2 separate regions of the Zea mays genome follow, and region 2 is linked to region 1. The links are chromatin contacts, called in public Hi-C maps. All regions are on one chromosome and are shown on one strand. The core of a region is the stretch at or near the end of the contact, and the rest is flanking DNA. Distances in the headings are between cores, read along the strand shown. Region 1 holds the start of LOC100282368 (CREG1 protein). Region 2 holds the start of LOC100276401.

Region 1 (4,319 bases), core at 1,784-4,283:
AGATAGCCTCTCTGCATACTGCAAGATTACAAGCATGAGTTTACCCTTCATTTCAGGATGTTTGGTAAAAAGTGCTGACTTGGCCAAATCTGCTTCAGATGACTGAAGGTCAACCATCTTCAACTGCAAAAATAGCAAATGCCTATCATATGGAAAAAAACGAGTACAGCAATGTGGCATCCACAATATATAATAGTTTGTAAACCATATGTTATAGTATTCAACTTATGTCTATTGTGGGAGAGGAGTAAAGGGAAGGATTTTCTTCTCTGATGAATCGTACTGCGTTAAATCTAACATGTGATAAAAAAATATACTCTTTAACTTTCTATTATTTTACCATAAGAGATAAATTAAGAGGAGACAGCCTCAAATACATGTTTTCATGATTGTAGAAATTGATACCACCGAGTTGTCGTGACAATTATAATTTATAAGAATTTGCTACTTCCATGTGGTTTTTCATGATTGTAGAAATTGATACCACCGAGTTGTCCCTTCTTTTTATTGAAAACTTCATGATCCAGTCGAAAAGTTTAATTATGAGAAATACATAAGGCATTAGCATTACTAACATGAAATGAAAACACACATGCAGCTATAAGTATACAGCCCATGGCCCAAATAGTGACAGTTCAAGCCCATCAGCGTGTATTCATTCTACAGAAACATCAGCTGTGAAATTTATAGGTAGAAAACCAGTTCAGGCCCAAATAGATCATTGTCAGTTCAAACACAACTAAACAAATAGGCTAAATGCATACAAACGGCGAGTGATCGATCATCTTATCATGGATGTAATTTTTAGTACCTTTCCATTAAGGGCTAGTTTGGGAACACTAATTTCCCATGGGATTTTCATTTTCCCAAGGGAAAATGAACTAATTTCCCTTGGGAAAATGAAAATCCCATGGGAAATTAGTGTTCCCAAACTAGCCCTAAGAGTAAGTTTTGCACAAGTGGGGTTTTCAGGATCTATTTCCCCACAAGTTCCCAGAGGGAACTCACTAAGGGTAAAAGAGGTCCTTTCATCTTCCAGTGCATCTCTTGCACTGGGATCCAGAGTTGTCAGATAAAAGTAGGGTATTCCACGGCCCTCGCCTGGTACTCCATCACTATATGAAACTACATTGCTATACATAAAAGAAGCCATGAATCAAGTTCACCAGTCAGAAAAGAGTATATGCCAGCTGTTTGCAGAAGTGAGACAAGAAGGAATACCCAAATGGAGCTCCACTTAAGTCACTTGATATTGTGCTGCAAATGAAATATTCAAGATTGATCAGTAACCAACCAAACGGAAATTGATCTACAATAACCTGAGAAAGGAACAAAATTGAACACATTTAGGGCCTGTTCATTTTGTTTCAAATCCATGTGGATTGAGGGGGAATAAATCCACTACTAATCAAAATCCACCTCAATCCACCCCAATATCCCTCAATCCACATGGTTTTGCCGTTTTGGGATGAAACGAACAAGGCCTTACAGATTTCAATTCTGCAATTCACTAGTAATATGTCCACTAATAAACTGGACTTATTGACGTGATGACTCATGAATACAGTGTACTCTAAATCTTGAATTATGAATCTGTCTTTGTACAGTTCGTATATCAAGGTAGTGGCTTCTCCCAAATCAGTCTTAAATTTTGGGCATGTACCATTTGCAGTCTGGTGTGCCCAGGCACAACCAAAATGACACTACATCAGCAGGAAGCAGTTCTATATTTTCACATTAGCTGGGGGCAGTTCTTTATTTCAACATTCAGCCAACTATCAACACCCAATTAGCAAGTGGAGGCCACTCATCAGTACCCTGTCAGGACCATCATTGTTTCACCATTGGGTCCAACATGGAAGGAAGCAGCAGTCAAAAGCAGTAAGCTGAGACAATTAACTCCTATTTTTTTCACTTATTGATTTACTTCAAAATGAGATTAACTCTTATTTTTTTCACATTGATTTCACTGCACTTCGAAATTGTATTACGAAACCACCTAGAAATTGAAGCTCTAAACCTATGGTTCAGACTTCAGAAAAGTGTTGAACCTTTGAAGCTGAACAAGGACATTGTACTTTTAGACAGAGCACAAGGTCAAACTGTAATTTTCCTTAGACCTTATCTTTTTACTCCCATGCTCATTCAAGTCATGGGAGACTAAAACCATGTGACGTTTAAGCCATGTATTAAGCAATTGAAGTTGCGTATGCATGTTTTCTATTTTACCGTTTAAGCAACAAATTAAATGAGTGTTTTTTTAGACCCATATGCTTTGTGCACACCCAAAGCTAAATTTCTAGCTCCACCAATGGCATCTACACAGCTCCCCCAAACTACACAGGATTTAGTTGTGGAGGCTATGCAACACTTGGCATGGATGGCTAAGGTTATATTCTCCCGGGCATATGGGTGGTCTTCAGATTGAGTGTCACTACTGTGGGTGGCTTCTCTTTGTTAAAAGGCCGTGTGCTTCTTTGTTATGTTGAGGCTGGAAGATTTTTTTCAATACTTTTTATCACCTAATTTTCCTTTGTGAAAAAAAAACAAACACAGCTCCCGCAAACTACAAAGCAACGAGCACAAAAAATTCTCGAGACTACGAAGCCTCAAGCAAATTTTTATATACTCTCAGCACTTAACCACCGCCAGATAACAACATCGTTTCCAAACTCCAAAGCGACAAATTTCATCTAGCACCAGCAGTTTCCCGGTTCGATCGAACCAACACGAACACGTGCTGCTAAGGAACTAGCTCCGGCGCCATGTCGCGGGGGCAAGAGCACGGGAGAAGGGTTTCGGGATGAACTGGAGGGAACCTGAGGACACCCCACGTGTTCTGGGCGGCGAGCCACCTCGCAGTGGCGGTGGCCTCGGAGGGGGATGGCTTGCCATCGAAGATCGGGCGGGCGGCAGCAGCGCCAGGCGCCGACGACCGGACGACGAGGAGGAAGGCGGCGGCGAAGGCGAGGTGAGCAGGGGAAATCATAGCTGTCAGCTGGTGGAAGAGTCCATCGATGCCTCGGTGTTTTGTACCGTAGCCAATTTTCCTCTGTGCCAGATGTGGATAGGGTTGAAGGAGGCGGACGCAATCACGCAATCAAAATTCGTTAATCGTTTTTAAGTAATCAACATTATTTCCGATAATTCGGTATTAGACCTTGGGTATGGAAGTGGGCAAGTGGCCGAACTAGATAGTCGTTATTATTATTATTTGATAAATTGTTCTTTACAAATCTATTAGATATTGCGTTTGAACTTACAATTAATTTTTTATATTTAATTGAAAATGCATTAATGGAGAGAACAACCTTGCTCCTAACCTGATAACCTCTCCAGACGTAGAGAAATTTGCTTTTTTTTAGAGCAACTCCAAGAGATTAGCTAAAAAGACTAGCCAAATTTAGTGATTTAGCTACTCTCTAAAATAGATTTTAGAGAAAAAATGTAGACTAATCCAACAGACTCGGTAAATTTACTGACTGAAATAGAGAGTGAAGTAGGCTATCCAAAACTGGAGAGCGAAGATGAAGAAATAGAGAGCCACTAAATTTGAAGAGTCGTTTACAGAGTCTATTGGATACAATTTTCTTTTAATATTAGCTAAATTTATCTTTACAAAACTATATACCTAGTCTCTTGATCTTGGAGTTGCTCTTAGATCGCTTATTATTGTCGCTAGCTAAAATACTCAACATATCGTTATTGTTGAAATACTCGTGGACGGCGCACCCAATATACTAGTTAGGTTAGAGAGCTCTATTTTCACTACCGGACTGAGACGATGATTTGCCTCGGTCAATTTAATGCCTTGCTTAAAAAAACTCACGAGTCTCAGCAAGAAACATGGAAACGTCCGGTGGACATTTTTCTGACGGCTTCAAGGGCTTCTCTTAAACATATGAACATAGTGCAAGTAGACCTCGGCCTATATCTCTAAGGGTAAAAACGACGTAACTGGCGTTATCGTAGACTTCTCCTCCATGTTGCAGGGCTTATATGTTCCCGGCTTCAGCACCTTGACAATGATTAAGGGTCCTTGCCAAGGAGGAATGAGTTTGTGGCGTCCTCGGTTGTCTTGTCGTAACCGAAGCACCAGGTCGCCTTCCTGGAACCCTCGGAGTCGGACGCGCCGTTCGTGGTAGCGCCGAAGGGATTGTTGATATTTTGCTGAGTGAAGGAGAGATACGTCTCGAGCTTCGTCCAGCTGGTCCAGCGAGTCTTCACAGCTGACTTGGTTGTTGCGTTTGTTGTACGCTTGCAGCCTCGGGGAGCCATACTTTATGTCGGTGGGTAAGATGGCCTCGGCCCCGTAGACC
Region 2 (4,371 bases), core at 12-2,511, 290 kb after region 1:
ATAAACCCTAAAAGATAGTATAGGAGATTACGAAAACGCAATAACTCCACTAGATGCTTTTTCTCTTAAAAAGATAGTATAGAAGGTTGACGAAACTCAAATTTTTATATTAGGGAAGAGTTTCTGCACCAAATTAAAAAAAAACTTTCATGTGGAACCATATGTCGGTTACATGATTACATCTCTCCTCTCTTCTCTTTCCTTCTATCGTGTGCTCACGTGTTAGTGACGGAAGGGGATTGAGAACAGCATTTGACACTTCCTTTTTCTTCGAGGGGTTGAATAGAGTTTGATGAATTAAGAAAAAAAATATGGTTAAGAGAGTCTCTTGGAGTAATTGATTTCCATCTCATTATAAACAACTCTTAAAGCAAAAGGATTATTTTTTTCAATCTGATGAAGTTGCTTTAGAGCCTCTTTAGATCTATTAGCACTAAAAATTAGCATATAAAATTAATGCCAGTAGATTTACTAATTGTTAGCTGGCGGGCCAGTTCCATTAACTGGTTTAGAATGGTTAATAGATATAAATATATAATTTACTATCCAACCACTTATTAGTAGGTGAAATCAAACAACCTTTTACTAGCTATTAACAGCATGTTTACTTGATTTTAATTCGTACCGACTTATACTATTTTTATAGTGTTTTTATCTCTATAAATTGCAGCTGGAGCAATCCAAACAGCCGGCTTTAATCCGAAACGAACAATCTAAACTTACTAATTTTTAATACTAACAAAAACAAACATACCTTTAGTATGTAACATGAGAATTGGTGAACGCTAGCAAGCATCGAGTCTAGGATCCCAATCCTGATGGGCTACATCTGCCGACATCCAGTTTTCAACACATGCGAATTGAATGGTTAGCTCGATGTCAACCAGAAATACATTAAGAACCTAATATCTTTCAAAACATTTTTTCTGAATATTTACCTTTCAAAACATTAATAATAACATAAAATAGGTATGCCTGCACCTGCAGTGGCACAGATACAAACACGCTGCCCTCCACGTCACTCCTTATTAGGAATGACAATCGGGTGGGTAGTACGCGGATATATAGTTCGCGAATCCATACCCGCGAGACAAAACTCAACTCATACATGTATCCATAATCGTACTCGCGGATACCAAATTCTACCGTACCCATATTCAATGAATAATTATCCACGGTTATTTATTGCCATGTTGCTGCCGTCGTGTCCGGTGTCCCTCGAGCGAGCTACAAAAGCACCCACACGCCCCCGGCCATTCTCAATCGGGAAAGCGTCGAAAACCCAAATCCAAACGTCGCCGCAAACCGCGCGATCCCCAGGCCCAAAGCGCCGCCGTTCATGAGCTTCCTCGCCGGCCGCCTCGCCGCCAAGGAGGGCGCGTACTTCCTCCAGGAGTCAAAGACTGCCGTCGGCCGCCTCGCGGAGAAGCTCCCGCCCTCCGCTTCGGCGCCCGGGGGTGCGTCGGCGCAGCCCTCCCCCGACGTGCTACCGGAGATCCTCCGCCACTCCGTGCCCATCAAGGGGACGCCGCCCCCGGCCGAAGCCTCCCTCTCCGCGTCCTCCCGCTGGGCCCTCCCGCCGGGCGGCGGCGAGGCTGCGGGCTTGCACCCCGACGCGCTCAACCCGCTCCGCTCCTACGTCTCGCTGCCGCAGGCCACCTTCGGCCCCAAAAGGTAAGCCGTACGCCCTTCCCGCTCATGCTTTTTCCGGATTTTGAAATTCGTCGTTCGGAGTAGTTTCTAGTTTGTATCCGATTGTCCATGCTTCATGCTTGGAGCTGGATACATGCGTAAACAGTTCGTTATCTGAGGTGTTGTGAAGACTGAAGAGGCTAGATACGGATTCAAGTAATTAGGAGTAAAAAAATGACTTCTGGAGTAAAAGTATGCACAATGTAGTGTAAACAGGCTTGCAATAGGTGATGGATTTGCTTTCGTGTGGAAATTATTTTCAAATTGATTTGTACTACCCGACGCACCTATTTATATGCTATCTATGGACCAGTAGATTATATAATTCGATATATTGGTTATATGTCTAACATGTGTTTTAACAGCGGAAAACTACAGTTGCGTGAATTTGCAATATTCGAAGGAAGTTAGCTAGTACTCCCTCAGTCCCAAAATATAAGTCATTCCAAGATTTTTGGAGAGTTAAAGTTTTTAAAGTTTGACTAAAAGTATAGCGAGACTCATAAAGATTTATGACACATAATAGATAATAGATATACTATGAAAATATATTTAATGGAGAATCTAATGATATACATTTGATATCATAAATGTTAATACTTCATTGTATAAATTTGGTCAAACTTGAAAAAACTTTGACTCTCCAAGAATTTTGGAATGACTTATATTTTAGGACGGAGGGAGTATTAAGTATTAACGTTGATTAAAACAGCTATTATTCATTAAGGGCACATGTCTCTGTTAGAAAAAGCATTTGCATTTGTTAGTTTGGTACAGCTATATGGATTTAAAGTACTTCAAATTGTATCTGAATTTAAAACTTGAAACTTTTTTTTAGAAATAAAATCTCGACCATGGAAAGAAGACATCTTGGTTGCTTGTGTCTTGAATCTTGAGGGAGGGAATACTGAACCCTGGCTAGCTGGAAAACTTGCTGGAACCTGTCCTCAGAAGTCAGAACCGTTTTTTGGCCCTTTTTTCTAAAGTTTTTTTTTACAAATACACCATTTCGGTTTCATTTTAGAAAATGGATCCTCAACTCAGCGTTGTCATCATTGACGCCGAGGTTACACGTTTCGGCGTCAATTTAATTAGCGCCGAGATCTCGGGTCCACGCGTTTAGATGGCGCCCACGTGGCAGCAACCTCAGCGCCAAGATCCATGGCACTGAGGCCTAGCTACCTGTCGTTGCTTCAGAAAGGATGTTGGTACACCAAATACACAATGGACTATGGGTTTTGATGTATTTACACGCGAGGGGCTCCTTTGCCGTAATGTCCCGCCGCTGCCAGGCGGGGCCAAGCCACGGCTAGGCCCATACGTCAGCCGGCCCACGGCGGCTACGTTCGGGGACGTTACGGCAGAGGATCCTGCTGCGTACTTACACATGCATGGGTTGGGCTCCTAGAGTCAATAAATGTTTGAAGCATCTATTGTTGAAGTGCTCATGGTGCGCGTAGGCGCAGCAACAGCTTTTCATAGTAGCGGATCCGACTGGTGGCGATGCTACGAGGTGCAGGAGACGCATCATGACGTGGTGCACTACTCTGCTCTGCTCCTCAGACGATGGGACGACCTCGACATGACCCCTAATCGGGCATCCTTCCTGAAGCAGCGGCAGGTAGCCAGGCCTCGGCGCCACGAATCTTGGCACCAAGGTCGGCGCCGAGATTCATGGCATCGAGGTCGCTACCACGTGGGCGCCACCTAAGCGTGCGGATTCGAAACCTTGGCGCCAATTAAATTGGCGCTGAGACGTGTAGCCTCGGCGCCAATGATGATGGCGCCGAGCTAAGGGTCCATTTCCTGAAATGAAACCGAAAAGGACGTATTTGTGAAAAACTTTCACATAAAGGGCCAAAATAAAAAATAGGGTCCTCAGGAAGGTAACCAACTACCCATGCAACCTATAAATGCCCTGATTTGAGCCTAGGTTTGTAGCCTCTCTGCTCTTCTGACTGAGCTATCACTTGTTTCTTCACGTGATTATAACTTTAAAGTGCACCATAGTTCATTATTGTCTGGTGTATCAATTGAGTTGTTATCTTTCAAGCAAGAAACCAAACACACTGTTACACTCCTATATCCATCTTTATAATCATGAATTTGAGGGGTAATGCTCTTCTATTAGTTGTGTTCTCCTACACTTGTCTGCTTATAAATTCATAAGTGAGGAAATGCAAAGTATTTATAACTCAGATATAAATGGTGATTGAGGCTCATCTAAATCATGGGATATTACACAGATGCATATTGATAAAAATATGTGAATGAATCATATAACAGCTGAAGGTTATATGCTAACTCGTGGGGACTCTTATTTGTTACCATGTGTTTCAACATTTTGGGTCTGCAAAGAAAAATATTTACTGGTGTACTTGTGCTTCCAAATTGACACATGCGGATTTCTTATGCTCATGCATCCTATGACATGTTTGTGGTTTCAACTTAATAATGTCTTTTCACTTGCTTTTCTTTGTTCGCTGTCTAGATGGCAGCTTCCGAACGAACAACCTAACTACTTGGCGTCAACAGCAAATGAAAGGCGGCGAGATCGGGCCCCACCTCCCTTGGACCCTGAGAATTTGAAAGCCGTAATTGCTGGTTACTCACAGAGTATATTTTCTTGCCTCAAAGTTTTGAGTTCAAGTGTTCTTGAATATCTTCTATCCTCATTTT

What was found. A called contact is a pair of places that touch in the nucleus more often than the background predicts.
Region 2: a Hi-C map of tassel shows a contact between it and region 1, with 2.1 times the contacts expected there. The contact joins the promoter of LOC100276401 here to the promoter of LOC100282368 in region 1. A contact is called at or near these places in 5 of 25 Hi-C or Micro-C datasets (ear, endosperm, leaf and 1 more).

What each region holds. Positions count from the first base shown.
Region 1 is chr6:125,322,107-125,326,425 of Zm-B73-REFERENCE-NAM-5.0, forward strand. LOC100282368 (CREG1 protein) reads right to left here and starts at 3,034. Exons shown (of 7, transcript NM_001155280.1): 1 at 2,820-3,034; 2 at 1,222-1,257; 3 at 944-1,133; 4 at 812-823; 5 at 45-123. The coding sequence starts at 2,989. LOC109940201 (a long non-coding RNA gene) reads left to right here and starts at 370. Exons shown (of 2, transcript XR_002262809.2): 1 at 370-828; 2 at 950-1,068.
Region 2 is chr6:125,615,458-125,619,828 of Zm-B73-REFERENCE-NAM-5.0, forward strand. LOC100276401 reads left to right here and starts at 1,262. Exons shown (of 5, transcript NM_001150206.1): 1 at 1,262-1,674; 2 at 4,184-4,308. The coding sequence starts at 1,340.